Regions from separate parts of the Ovis aries genome. Here region 2 is linked to region 1. A link is a contact called in public Hi-C data. All regions are on one chromosome and are shown on one strand. The core of a region is the stretch at or near the end of the contact, and the rest is flanking DNA. Distances in the headings are between cores, read along the strand shown.

The links. Hi-C and Micro-C count contacts between places; a contact is called where the count stands out from the background.
Region 2: a contact with region 1 is called in a Hi-C map of hypothalamus, with 2.8 times the contacts expected there. The contact joins the promoter of SMPDL3B here to the enhancer-like site in region 1. A contact is called at or near these places in 3 of 16 Hi-C or Micro-C datasets (hypothalamus, liver and muscle).

The regions. Positions count from the first base shown.
Region 1 is chr2:238,999,850-239,007,298 of ARS-UI_Ramb_v3.0, forward strand. No RefSeq gene overlaps it. Among named protein-coding and RNA genes, the nearest start is that of EYA3, 46 kb to the right of the region's middle. Within about 2 kb of position 1,787, at least 21 of the 54 cell types and tissues checked have an H3K27ac peak or open chromatin away from gene starts, as enhancers often do. A contact at or near this core is called in hypothalamus and liver, where this site is marked.
Region 2 is chr2:239,164,600-239,171,698 of ARS-UI_Ramb_v3.0, forward strand. SMPDL3B (sphingomyelin phosphodiesterase acid like 3B) reads right to left here and starts at 1,966. Exons shown (of 7, transcript XM_012150886.5): 1 at 1,622-1,966. The coding sequence starts at 1,682. LOC114113435 (small nucleolar RNA U13) reads left to right here and starts at 6,985; the gene lies at 6,985-7,089.

The DNA of each region.
Region 1 (7,449 bases), core at 537-3,036:
AATTCTTCAATTGGGCTCCCTTTCCACCAGTTTTAGGAAAGTTAAAGAGAATAAATAATTCTTCTGTTCCAAGCATTATTCAGGGATTATGGGATCCCTCCCACCACTTCCAGCTACACGATCACTAGTTGTCCCCACGTGTTTGTTTGTATACACACACACACACACACACACACACACAAACACATAGGCCATGCCACGACACACGCAGGATCTTAGTTCTCTGAACAGAGATTGAACCTGAGTTCCTTGCAGTGCACAGAATCTAACCACTGGACAACCGGGGAAGTTCTATATTTTCTAGTAACAATTTTATTTGAGATAAAATTCACATGTCACAAAACTTACCATTTTGAAATGACTAATTCTGTGGGTTTTAGTACATCCATGCAAAGGTTGGCAACCGTTGTTACTAACTTCAGAACATTTTTATCACCCCCTCCCAAAAACCCTGTACCTGCTAGCAAATTCCTATTTCCCCCTCCCCCAGCCCCTGGCAAACAGTAATCTTAACAACTGATCTTAAGGTAAAACACTCCATTTTTTTACTATTAAGTACTATTGTGCTATCTGTGGGGCTTCTGTAGATGACATTCATCAAGCTAAGAAAGAGCCCTTCTATTCCTAGTTTGTTGAGTGTTGGATTTTGTTAAGTGTTGGATTTTGTCAAATTTTTTATGCATCTGTTGAGATAATCATATGTTTTTGTCCTTTATCCTGTTAATATGGCATATTACATTGACTGTTATGTAAATATGAGCATGTTTTTAACACACTCCATGTTGCTATGTTAAATCATCATATTGGCTTATAAGCTCAGGCGGTTGAACCTAATTTAAAGAAAATTTGATAGATAACAATACAGAGTTACACAATTATATGCTTGGGTACTTAGGTTACCATTTTTTTTTTTTCGCCATAGTTTTTCTGAAGGAAAATGTTCACTGTGAAAGCATATAAAATATACTTCAAAAAGATATAAAATATCTTACCAACTATCTGTTTTGGGCTTCTCTGATAGCTCAGTTGGTAAAGAATCCGCCTGCAATGCAGGAGACCCCAGTTTGATTCCTGGGTCAAGAAGATCCCCTGGAGAAGGGAAAGGCTACCCACTCAGGGATTTGGGCCTGGAGAATTCCATGGACTGTATAGTCCACGGGGTCGCAAAGAGTCAGCGAGACTGAGCGACTTTCACTATCACTACACTATCACTATCTATTGATGTCAGTCTCTCTGCGGCTGAGAAAAGCACAGCATGCATGATGACAGGTTGTCCTGGGCAAAATAGTCCCCAGTGCAAAGCCCACTGCCTCCGTGGGGCTTCTGTAAGTCACCAAGGCATCTGTGGAATATATTGCTGGCCTCTAGGGGGCAGGAGTCTCCTCTCTTGGGCTAGAAAATAGAATGAGGCTTGAATAAAGCTAACAGGTCAAGAGTCTACATTCTCCTTCCGTCTTTTCTTTTAAAAAAATTCTGTCTTCTGGGACTTCCCTGGCAGTCCAGTGGTTAAGAATCTGCCTTCCAATGCAGGGGACACGGGTTTGATCCCTGTTTGGGGAAACTAATCCCACAAGCTGTGGGGCAATTAAGCTCGTGCGTCACAACTACTGAGCCTGCACACTGCAACTAAGACCTGACACGGTCAAATAAATAAATAATTTAAAAATTCTCTTCTGGAACTTTCTGTGCTGAGAGAAGTTGTTATAGCAGATCTTGGTGCAGAGGGAGAGAGCGGTGCATTCAGCTTGGCCAGTTACCACACTGAGGACATCTATTTTTGTCTGTCCATTGCTCTTTCCTTTGGGGAACTTCCCTCCCACCCCCACCCTATGTGACACTCACAGGGCTGCCAATCATAGGACTACCTCTCTGACCACAGGAGTGACTCAACTCTGAGTCAGCTAGACTTTCTTAGGACTTTGCAACCTTGAGAGGAAACACTTGGGGATGGAAGGTAGTTGGTGCTGAATCATTTGATGTATTTACCTGGAGAAGTAGTTCTTATATGTGGTCCCTGGAACACCAGCATCAGCATCTGGGAACTTGTCAGAAATACAAATTCCCGCACCCCACCCCGCATCTTCTGAATCAGAAATTCTGGGTGGAGGCCCCAGCAATCTGTGTTTTAACAAGTCCTCCTGGTGATTCTGACCTAGAAGAGATGAGAGATTTCTGCTAGTGGGATTCCCAGAGTTGACTTGGATCTTGTCCTTCCCTAGAACTTGGCTGTAAGATCTTCCGTGGATGCTTTGATATCCTCGGTGTCCTTCTAATAAGTTTCTTTTGGGTTTTGCTGTGTTTAAGAGAGCCAGAGTTGCCTTCTGTCCAGGTTGCCTGCTTGGAACTTAAAGACTCTGACTTCTGGCCGTCTCACCTGATTCATAGCAGCACAGACCCTTCTTCAACCATGGATCTTTGCGTCATATACAAGGTTGCATTGTTCAGTTTCATTTTGGTATTTCTGTTTAGCTGCAGCCCCAATTCTAAGCCAAAACAGAGCCCAGCAGGGCTTCTGACCGAGCTCTATCAATGCCCTGCCTGTTATAGTTCAGTTGCCTTCCCCAATAACACAGGCTTTTGTATTTTCCAAGAACTGTTTATAAAAACCTCTTCTCCCATTCCTGCACTTATTTGACCCCTCTCTTCTTTCATTTTAGCTCCTAACTCCCTTTCTAACTATTAATGACAACCATTAGTATCATGCAGTTTGTTTTCTATATTAGTTGAGGGACAGAATAGCTGTTTTAATAAAGAGATTACAAATACAGAATACTTTAAAATTATATATCTTATTTAATAGTTGTTGCTCTTTTATCTCTTTAAGCCTCTGAGTGGATCAGAGTGAATTCAGAGGTAAGTGGCTCTGCCCCAGGTGTCACTGAAAGACACCAGTTCCCTCTATCCTGTTGATCTGCCTTTTCCTAGGACACTGTTATTTCTGTTTTCCTTTGTTTGTTTGTTATATATATTTTTCCTAGGACATTGCTGAAACAAGCTCTCTCTTGCTACATCTACATTCCCAGCCTGTGGGAAAGGGGGCAAAGAGGAAGTAGGTGGCTAACAATTTCCTTTTAGGACACGATGTAGATGAAGTGATGCTCAGATCATTCTAGTCACTTTGCAATGGTGAACACTTGCACGGCCACACCCATCGAGCTGCAAGGGAGGCTGGGAAATATGCTCTCGAGCTGGGCAACCCTATTCCCTGCTAGTTCTTGGGGTGAAGATTGCTTTGTTACCCGAAGAAAGAAGGAAATTATGGATAATGAAGGACAACTGGCAATTTTCTCACCTTTTCTAACCCCAAGTTTTATATTCATGTGTTGAATGCTCAGATGTCCTCATGGACTAGCAGATGATTACTGAGAGAGCAATCCACGTGTAAGACTGGAAGGAGCAGGGTGACAGTGACTGTGACGAAGTGGGCAGCACCATGTCTTGTTTAGAGGGGGCGAGAGCTAGTTGCCTACTCGATGTCCCTGATCCCTTCTTTGCAAATAGACCTCCAAGTTTGCCTGGGTAGTTGTGTAACTAGGGCATACATCATGATTTTCAAAGCCAATCATGCAATTTCTGCTTCACAGCCTCCCTCGTAGCTGTGAGTGTCCGTGTAACTCAGCCAATGAGCGAGTTAGAGAAGTATACTGGGGGACTTCTGGGAAAGCTCTTGCTTTCCTAATAAAGAGTTAGCCATGACTGGAGCTTCCCCTTAGCTGTTCTTCCTTCCTTGATAGTGCATGTGATGCCTGGAGCTGGGGCAATCATCTATGACTGTGGGGCAGCAAGGGTGAGGGGAAGGACAAAATTACTGCGGTGCTACTGAGCCAGAGAGAACCAAGGCCAGAGCTTGCCTTAGCATCTTGTTATGTGAAAACAAGCAAACAAAAATCCCAGAAACACATACCTGCTTGTTTAAGCAATTTAAAATGTTCTTTTCACATCTTTTTTGATCCACTTCCTAGAGTAATGAAAATAAAAACAAAATAAAGAAGTGTGACCCAGTTAAACTTAAAAGGTTTTACATAGCAAAAGAAACCATAACCAAAATGAAAAGACAATCCACAGAATGGGAAAAAAATATTTGTAAATGAAGCAACTGACCAGGGATTAATCTCCAAAATACAGAGACTGCTCTCATAGCTCAATATCAAAAAACCAAGCTGCCCAATCAAAAATGGGTGGGAGATCTAAAAAGACATTTCTCCTAAGGAGATATACAAATGGCTAAAAACCACATGAAAATATGCTCAATTTTTAGAGGAATGCAAATCAAATGGACTTCCCTGGTGACTCATACAGTAAGGAATCCGCCCACAATGCAGGAGACCTGGGTTCGATTCCTGGGTTAGGAAGATCCCCTGGAGAAAGAAATGGCAACCCACTCCAGTATTCTTGTCTGGAAAATTCCATGGATGGAGAAGCCTGGCAGGCCCCAGTCTGTGGGGGTCACAAAGAGTCAGACATGACTGAGTGGCTTCACAAATTAAAACTATAATGAGGTCAGAATGGCCATCATAAATACCAGAGAGGGTATGGAGAAAAGGGAATCCTCCTACACTGTTGAATGTAAATTAGTACAACCATTATGGAGAACAGTATGGAGGTTCCTTAAAAAACTTAAAATAGGGCTACCATGTGATCCAGCAATCCTATTCCTGGGCTTATATCCAGAGAAAACCATAATTTGACAAGATACATGCACCCCAATGCACACTGCAGCAAAAGACTCTGATGCTGGGAGGGACTGAGGGCAGGAGGAAAAGGGGATGACAGAGGATGAGATGGCTGGATGGCATCACTGACTCGATGGACGTGAATCTGAGTGAACTCCGGGAGTTGGTGATGGACAGGGAGGCCTGGCGTGCTGCAATTCATGAAGTCACAAAGAGTCGGACATGACTGAGCGACTGAACTGAACTGAATGTCCATCAACAGAGGAATGGGTAAATTGTACATATATACAATGGAATATTACTCAGCCATGAAAATTAAATAATGCCATTTGTAGCAACATGGACGGACCTAGAGATTGTCATACTGAGTGAAGTCAGACAGACAAATATGTGATATCACTTGTATGTGGAACCTAACAAAACAGAACTTACAAACTTATAAAACAGAAACAGAGTCACAGATGTAGAAAACAAACATATAATTACCAGGAGAGAAATGGGGGGAAGGAATAAACTGGGAGATTGGGATTGGCATATACACACTACTGTATACAAAATAGATAATTAGTAAGAACCTACTGTATAGCACAGGGAACTCTACTCAATACTCTGCAATGACTGTATGGGAAAAGACTCTAAAAAGAGTGGCTATGTGTATATGTATAATGGATTCACTTTATTGTACACCTGAAACTAACACAGCCTTGTAAATCAACTACACTCCAATAAGTTTTAAAAAATCAGTTTATCTGAACCTCATGACCATTCAAAACTGATTAAATCCTTCCAGACTTTTTCTATATGTATATTCACTTTGTAAAAATGTGAACTACATACACTATTCTGTAATCTGTAGATGTACAAAAAATACTGTGCAACATTGTACAGTATTAAAATAATTGATGCTTTTGAACTGTGGTGCTGGAGAAGACTCTTGAGAGTCCCTTGGACTGCAAGGAGATCCAACCAGTCCATCCTAAGGGAAATCAGTCCTGAATATTCATTGGAAGGACTGATGTTGAAACTGAAACTCCAATAATTTGGCCACCTCATGTGAAGAGCTGACTCATTGGAAAAGACCCTGATGCTGGGAAAGATTGAAGGTGGGAGGAGAAGGAGATGACAGAGGATGAGATGGTTGGATGGCATCACTGACTCAATGGGCATGGGTTTGAGTAAACTCCGGGAGATGGTGATGGACAGGGAGGCCTGGTGTGCTGAAGTCCATGGGGTTGCAGAGTCAGACACAACTGAGCGACTGAACTGAACTGAAACTGAAAATAATGTTCAACATTGCAAGCATATTTTCCTGTCACTTACTATTGTTCCATATTTTTCACTTTTATGACAGATTATCCACTGCAGAACCGTAGCATAATGCACTTAATCAATCTTTAATTATCACCGGACATTCAGGTAGTTTACAGGTTAGCTGTTTTTGTTTTTGAAGGGGAGGTTTGCTATTATAAACAATTCTATAGAATATTCTGGCAACTAACAAACTTCTGAATATATCCTTGTTATTATTTTTCTGATTATTTCCTTAATTTTCTAGAAATGAAGTGATAGGGTGAAAGGGCAATAAATAGCACTCTCTCTTAAGAAATGTAATACCCTTGCCTTTGGTTCCATTTCTGCTTCAGCGAGTAACCAGTCATTCATTTATTCATTATCCATTCACTTAACAAGTTGAAGAGGCCTGGGCTAGTCACTGAGGAGTACTAAGATATGAATAAACGGTGCTCCCCATCTTCAAGGTACTCGTAAGGGTCTGGCAGAGACAGGCAGGACAACAGGCCGTGACAGGAAGGAGTGGGAGTGGTGTTTGTAGTCGGCAGCTTCTGACAGGCTTCCAAATGATCCCCACCTCCTGCTGTTTATGACCTTGTGTGACTCCCTGCTTATGAGTATGAGCTGGACCTAGTCATTTGCCTCTAATGAGTGCAATATGACCAACGTGACGGGATGTCACCTCTGAGATTCGGTTACAAAGGACTTCTGCTTTGCTGCCTCTCTGTCCTTTGCCCTCTAATCTGCTTGCTCTGATGAAGCCAGCTGCCATGCTTGCTGGCTGGAGAGGTCTACATGGCGAGGAACCGAGGGAGGCCTCTGGCCAGCAGCTCTTCAGGAACTGAGGCCTAAGTCCAACAGCCTGTGAGGAACTGAATCCTGCCAACAATCGTGTGAGCTGGGAAGCTGATCTCTTCCAGCTGAGACAAGACGAAACCATGCCCGGATGCCTGATCTACAGTGGGATAATGAGTACGGTTTTAAGCCGCTATATTTGGAGAAATGTATTATACAGCATTAGACAACTAATGCACAGGTGGAGCGGTCCATATAAGCACAGTGAGCGCGTGACAGGTGACAGGTGAGGTGAGGCCCGGAACCACTGTGGCAGGGGAAAGCTGTATCTGGTGAGATGTCTGAGGAGAGAGCATGCTGGTGTTGTGTTTTGCAGGCTAAAAAGGCATTAGGGGAAGAAGGCATTGCCAGGCAGAGTTTGCAGAACAATCAAGCTTTGGGACCATTTCCCAAATCTGTTAATAGCTTGCCTGTCTCACCATCAACTACAGGTAAATTTACTTGATAGACGTGAAATCAATAGAGCTTCAGGGCCCCTCACCTGAAGTCCAGAAAGAGTCCTACTAGTTTTGTGGGAATAATTTAGCATTCTTTTAAATTTAACTTTATATTTATTTATTTTTTTGGCTGTATCATGTGGCATGTGGGATCTTAGTTCCCCGACCAGGGACTGAAACCACACCCCCTGCAT
Region 2 (7,099 bases), core at 716-3,215, 160 kb after region 1:
TTAGCAACTAAACCACCACTACAAGGACTATAAAAATCAGAGGAGGTGTTTTCACTTCGTTTTTCAAATGGGTTTTAAAAGGACAATATATGTCAAGCACAAAGCATAAGCACAGTATATAGTAAGTACTCAGAAAATAAATGTTAGCTCTTCTTGACTATTTTCCTTTTTTTTTGCATGTTTTTATATACTTTTTCTTTTTCTTTTTTTTTTTTTTTTGGCTGCACCTCCTAGCTTGTGGGATCCTAGTTCCCTGACCAGGGATTGAACCCGGGCAGTGAAAGCATGGAGTTCTAACCACCAAACAGCCCACGAATTCCCTCACTTGGTGTTCTTAAAATTGTCTACAAGTTTACACATGAGCTGGCACCAGCCCCTGGCCCCACCCCCATCATCTCCCAACATCCATATCCCTCTACCCCGCCATCCCCCCATTCTCTGAGCTCCGCCATGCTGGCCTCCTGCTTTTGCTCACACATATGTCCTGTGCATCCAGCTCAGGGCCTGTGAACTTTTTGTCCTCTGTTGCTGGAATGTTCTTCTGGACATCCACATAGCTCTCTCCCATGCTGCCTTAGGTCTCTAGTCAAATACCACTTTATTTGACAGTTCTTCTCTGCTACCCCTTAAGTAATCTTTCTCCCCCATCCTCCCTACTCCTTTATTCTGCTTTGTTATTCTCCGTTACCCTTGTTATTTCCTGGAATATGTATTTCTTTGTCCATGTGTCTTTTAGTCTGTTTCTCCTGAGGTGAAGGGAGGCTTCACCAGCACTGGAATTTTGTTTCTTTTCTGCCACATCCCTGGTTCCAAGAATAGTGCATGATTCATTTTTTGGTTCAAAATAATTTTTTCTTGTCCAGGACATTTTAGTTCTTGTGTCTTGTTTTTGTTTTGAAGAACTATAAGTTCAAGCTTAGGAAAGCTCGCCTTTGTCTTAAACAAAACAACAAAGCTTTTGTATCATTTGCTAATCTAATGTCCTTTTAAGTGAGAGATGGGAGAAATCTAGCAAGGATACAATTTATACCATAAATGATGCGGATCTATGTAGTGCGTGCATGCACACTGTTGACAAAATGAAAATCTGCTGGTGGCATTTGCAGAAAAGAAACCCCTGCAGGTCTCTGGGGTTGTGGTTTATTCTCAAAGTCGTGTCTGACTCTTTGCAACCCCATGGTCTATAGCCACCAAGCTCCTCTGTCCATGGGATTCTCCAGGCAAGAATATTGGAGTGGGTTGCCATTCCCTTCTCCAGTTGCAGATTTCTAAACAACAGTGACCTCTGTTAGGAAATTCTAAAATGTGTTCCAGATCCAAAAAGGAATGAGGTTAGTAAAATGCTTCAACAGAGTTCCAATAAAATACTAGATTTGAGAGCTACTCAACCAATATTTGTTGAATGAATTCACGAATGTGCCTGCTACCTTCTACCTCTACCAGCTGGCTGGCTCTTAGACAGCTCTGAACAATGTCCATGTTCCTTCCGTGGCCAGCCATCACCTCCACTTAACAATCTTAGGCTCAAACAGCACACCCTCCACCCACTAACTCTCTCCCCCAGCCTCCCCAGCTGAGCTCCCTGTCTTGCTATTCTTAGCAACATTTTCAGCTTACCTACCTGGTGCAGCTCTGGCGACTCCCCAGGAGGCCAGGAAAATCAGCACCCCCGGCAGCCTCATCCTGGGGTTTCGTCTGATGGGAGCTTTTGTTCCAGCCACAGACTTCCTAGCTAGGTGTTGATGGTCGCGTGTCAGAGCAGAACTTCCCGTCCAGTCACCAGCTGTTTCCAGACACTCAGGGCTTCTGGCTCCTCTGGCTTTTCTTCCTTTGCCCAGGGGGGTGTGAGCAGGGTTTGCCCCGGGAGCTGCACTTGCCAGGCCTTTGGACTCTCACGTAAGAAGCAGCACCAGTCCTGCCAGTTCCTCAGAGCGTGTTGGTCAGTCCAGTCAGCAACTGGAAACTCACTCAGCCGCAGTCACCAGCCAGCAAATATCCACTTTCGGAGTTTTCATGCTGCCCCACCCCAGGAGAACAGACTGTAGAAACTGTCCGGCCTTTGCCATCAAAGGAACTTGAGTGCTTGTTGGAGACTGAGCTGCTTGACCACAAATGAACCCAGACCAAGAGTCATCTGTTCATTCACGCGGAAACCCTGTCCTGGGGAGATAAGAGTGACCCAAGGCCACCACTCTGCCCTCTAGAGGAAGAAGCAGGCCACTGGACTGCAGTTCTGCGTGACAGGTGGCTTGACAAGCCCAGAGGAGGGAGCTCACCCTCTGAGGAAACTGAGAGGGCCTCTGGGAGGAGGTGACATGGCTTCATCTCTTCGATTGTGAAAATCTGCCAACATAAACAGAAGTAGAGAGAACGATGTAAGGAGCCCCCGTATCCATCCTCCCACAAGAGCAATTATGAACTCACAGCCAATCTTACTTCATCTTTACCCCCACCCCAACCCCAAAGGATTATTTTTAAATTCCAGAGATCATATCATTTTGCCCATAAACAATGTAGTATACATTTCTAAAAGATAAGAACTTTTTTTTTTTTTAGAATTTTTTAAGAACAGCATAGAGGATCTAAAAACAATTAATAGTGTTCCTGACCCTCCTCCTTGGACTCATTTTTCTTTTTTTTTTAATTTATTTATTTTAATCCGAGGGTAATTGTTTTACACCATGGTGATGGGTTTTGCCACACATTAGTATCAATCGGCCATAGGCATACATGTATCCCCCCCTTCCTGATTCCCGCTCCCTCCTTCCTGATCCCCGCTCCCACCTTCCTCCCTTGCTGTTTGTTGTTCAGTCACTAAGCCATGTCTGACTCTGCGACTCCGTGGAGTAAAAGCATGCCAGGCTTCCCTGTCCCTCACTATCTCTCTGAGTTTGCTCAGCTTTACCAGCAGTCCTTCCAATGAATATTCAGGGTTGATTTCCTTTAGGATGGACTGGTTGGATCTCCTTGCCATCCAAGGAACTCTCAAGAGTCTTCTTCAGCACCACAATTTGAAAGAATCAATTCTTCGGCACTCAGCCTTCTTTATGGTTCAACTCTCACATCCGTACATGACTCCTGGGAATACTATAGCTTTGACTACATGGACCTTTGTCGGTAAAGTGATGTCTCTGCTTTTTAATACGCTGTCTAGGTCTGTCATAGCTTTTCCTCCAAGGAGCAGGTGTCTTTTAATTTAATAGAAATTGATAGGGGACCAGACAAGAGATTAAAGCAAGGCTTTACTGGGACTTGTGCTGCATCACGACAGAATGAAAACAAGACACGGGTGCCCTGGCTCACTCTCCCAGGAGGGTGGGCTGGTTCTTTAAGTGGGATGAGGATAGAAGCAGATGGTTGGACTGGAGGGGTAGCTTAGACGGTCTCCCCACCCCTTGGTAGGGTTGTACACAGTACCCATCTTTTGCTCCCAGCACCTCAGAAGTTTGTGGCCTTTTTGTATCTTATTTTTCATAATTGGCCCAACTGCTCATACTTGCAGTTATTTTTAGTCGCTTATAGTTTCTTTGTATTCTGTTTCTCAAGGAGGCATTTACCCAGGTGAAAGTGCAAGCACTCCAGTAGAGGGTCCCAGGTCCCAGCCTATCTCAGTAGCAAATCCTAGTAACTGTACCAACCAGGGAGATGCTTGGTCAGTGTTTAAACTTTCCTGATTTTCTCATAGAATTTTTTTTAATTTAATTAAAATTTTTTTAACTTATGGAAAAACTGGAACAAACTTTTTGGCTAACCAAATACAATTGATTTGCTCAAATCAAGATCCAAATCAGGCCCACCTGTTGCGTGCAGTTGATCTGTCTCTTTAAGTCTCTCTCAATTTTAGACTTTTCCCCCTCCCCGCCTTTCTCTTTTTCCTTGTTAGGAGACTAGGTCATTTGTCTTGTGAAATTTCCCACATTCTGGAGTGTTTGCCTGATTGCTTCTTGGTGGTATCATTTAAGTTGTTCTTCTGTTCTCCATATTGCCTATAAACTGGTAGTTAGATCTAAAGTTTTGATGACATTTAGCTTTGAATTCTTTGGCAAGATGACATCTCATGTGGTCTTGTGTCCTATCTGTTGCATTGCAGAGCAAAGGCGCATAGTTGTACGGCTGTCCCACCAGCCTAATCTTAATGTGCAGGCATGCCTGCGTGCTCAGTTGCCCAGTCAGTCTGACTCTTTGGGCTTCCCAGGTGGCTCTAGTGGTAAAGAACTCACCTGCCAATGCAGGAGATGTAACAGATGTAGGTTTGATCCCTGAGCTGGGAAGATCCCCTGGAAGAGGGCACTGCAACCCACTGCAGTATTCTTGCTGGGCTAATCCCATAGACAGAGGACCTGGTGTGCTGCAGCCCACAGGGTCACAGAGTGAGAGACAACTGAAGCGACTTAGCACACATGCACGCCTGACTCTGAGACCCCGTGGACTGTGCCACACCGGGCTCCTCTGTCCATGGGCTTATCCCAGCAAGAATACTAGAGTGGGTTGCCATTTCCTCCTCCAGAGGATCTTCCCAACCCAGGGATGAAACCTGTATCCCTTGAGTCTCCTGCACTGGCAGGTGGGTTCTTTTTTTTTTTAACCTCATTGAGAATATTTATTAGAACTGCATAAAACCTATGGGCCAATTCTTCTCAACTTGATATTTTTATGATATTGAATTTTTCCGCCCATGAGTACAATCTATTTCTTTATGTATTTAGATCTTCAATGTTTTCCTTCTTTTAATTGAAGTATTGTTGGTTTACCGTGGTGTGTTAGTTTTAGGTATATGGCACAGTGATTAAGTTATGCATACATATATTATTTTTCAGATTCTCTTCCCTTATAGCTTATCACAAAATATTGAGTATAGCTCCCTGAGCTATGCAGGAGGTGCTTGTTGATTATCTATTTTATATACAGTAGTGTGTTTATGTTAATCGGAACTCTTAATTTAGCCCTTCCCTGCCCTTTCCTCTTTGGTAACCATAAGTTTGTTTTCTAGGTATGTGAGTCTGTTTCTGTTTTGTAAATTAGTTCATTTGTATCTTTTTTTAAAGGGTGCATATATAAGCTATATCATGATACTTGTCTGTCTCTGTCTGACTTACTTCACTTAGTATGATAACCTCTAGGCCAATCCATGTTGCTGCAAATGGCATTATTTCATTCTTTTTTACGGCTGAGTAGTATTCCATTGTGGGGTGTCTGTGTGTGTGTGTGTGTGTGTGTGTGTGTGTGTGACATCTTTCTCCATTTATCTGTTGATGAACATGTAGGTTGCTTCCATTTATTGTCTATTGTAAATAGTGCTGCAATGAACCCAGGGCACTCTTTAAAATTGCGACTATGTTTGAGAAAAACAAGAATAAGCTCCTTTCCCCTCTGTTTAATGTGACTAGACCATCAAAGCACTAAGCATCTTAGGGTAAAGAAGAGCTGAAAGGGCGAGGGAATGGGCAATAAGGACAAAGCATCACGATTAAGAGCTGGGCTCAGGAGTCACATAGAGCTGGGTTCAATCTGGTTTCTCTTTTTACTAGCTCTGCAACCTCAGGCTGATTACTGAGCCTCATGTGGAATATCCAGGCACATCAGTACATCACTAACAGGTCACAGGAGCAAGGAGCTATTCATACATAGGTCAGGCAGGCAGGCTGGGCTTGACCAGAGACCTCTGAAGCATGATTAAGCATCTTGGTTTCACTGAGACTAGAAGGGTTTCCAAGACAAGAGACCTTTAATTTTAAAAATGGGAAATTCTTGTGACACCCCTGGCAGTCCAGTGGTTAAGACTCCATGCTCCCAATGTAGGGGACACGGGTTTCATCCCTGGTTGGGGAACTAAGATCCCACATGCTGTGTAGCCAACAAAATGGGAAAGTCCTGAGCAAACTGGGATGAGTGCCCCTTTAGCTTCTGCACCTCTGGTGCCTGCCAGCCCTATGTGTTTAGTCTAGCACACCACACAGGCCCTATTTTCTTCCTATGTCTATGACATCAAAGCAGGCTGGGAAGCTCAGTTTCCTCATCTGTAAAATGGGGATGACAACAGCGCTTACCTCACTTGGTTGTTGTGAAGATGAAGTGACTGAAGCAGGATATTTGATCCTGCCCTCCCAATCCAGAGGCACACCCAGGTCCTTTGTGTTTCCCAATCTAATGCCTTTTGGTGTGCCAAGGCATCAAAAAAAAAAAAAAAAACCAAAACTATCCACAATGTATTTGTCAGCATAACAAATGTAAAGTACAGCAACAAGCTCTGTTAAACTGGAAAAATAAATGTTAACTCCTAACTTGAAGAGAGAAATGTTTCCATTCATAAGTGACTACTAAGAGGTCTCTAACAGCAGGGTCCCTCTGTATCCTTCTCCATGCAAAGGAGGAGAACTGGGTCTGTGTCTTGGGAAAAGAAAATAGTCAGACTGGATGAGGTGGAATGTCCTCCTGCTGCCAGAACACCTGAAGGCTTCAAGAAGCATCAGCAGCGCTGGTATGTCTAAGGAACCAACCTCTAATTGGCCAAGGTGTGACAACTGCAGCATTAATAATAACATGATAATTATTTTCCTATTGTTATTGTCACAATTATTGGAGCAAGTTGCATCTGTGAAAGGCCATGAGTTCATGTTGTTGTTTAGTCGTTAAGTCATGTCCAACTTTATAACCCCATGGACTGCAGCACGCTAAGCTTCCCTTCACTATCTTCCGGAGTTTGCTCAAAATCATGTCCATTGAGTTGCTGATGCCATCCAACCATCTCATCCTCTGTTGTCCCCTTCTCCTCCTGCCTTCAATCTTTCCCAGCATCAGGGTCTTTTCAAATGAGTCAGCTCTTCACATCAGGTGGCCAAAGGATTGGAGTTTCAGCTTCAGCATCAGTCCTTCCAATGAATATTTAGGACTGATCTCCTTTAGGATGGACTGATTGGATCTCCTTGCTGTTCAAGGGACTCTCAAAAGGCTTCTCTAACACCACAGTTCAAAAGCATTAATTCGATCCTTTTGTAGTTCATGAGCGTGATGATTGGGTGTTCACGCTGCTGCGTGACATGTGCCTCCCCGCAAACCTTGTTACGACACCGGCACATTACCCGTCTGACGTAAAAAAAAA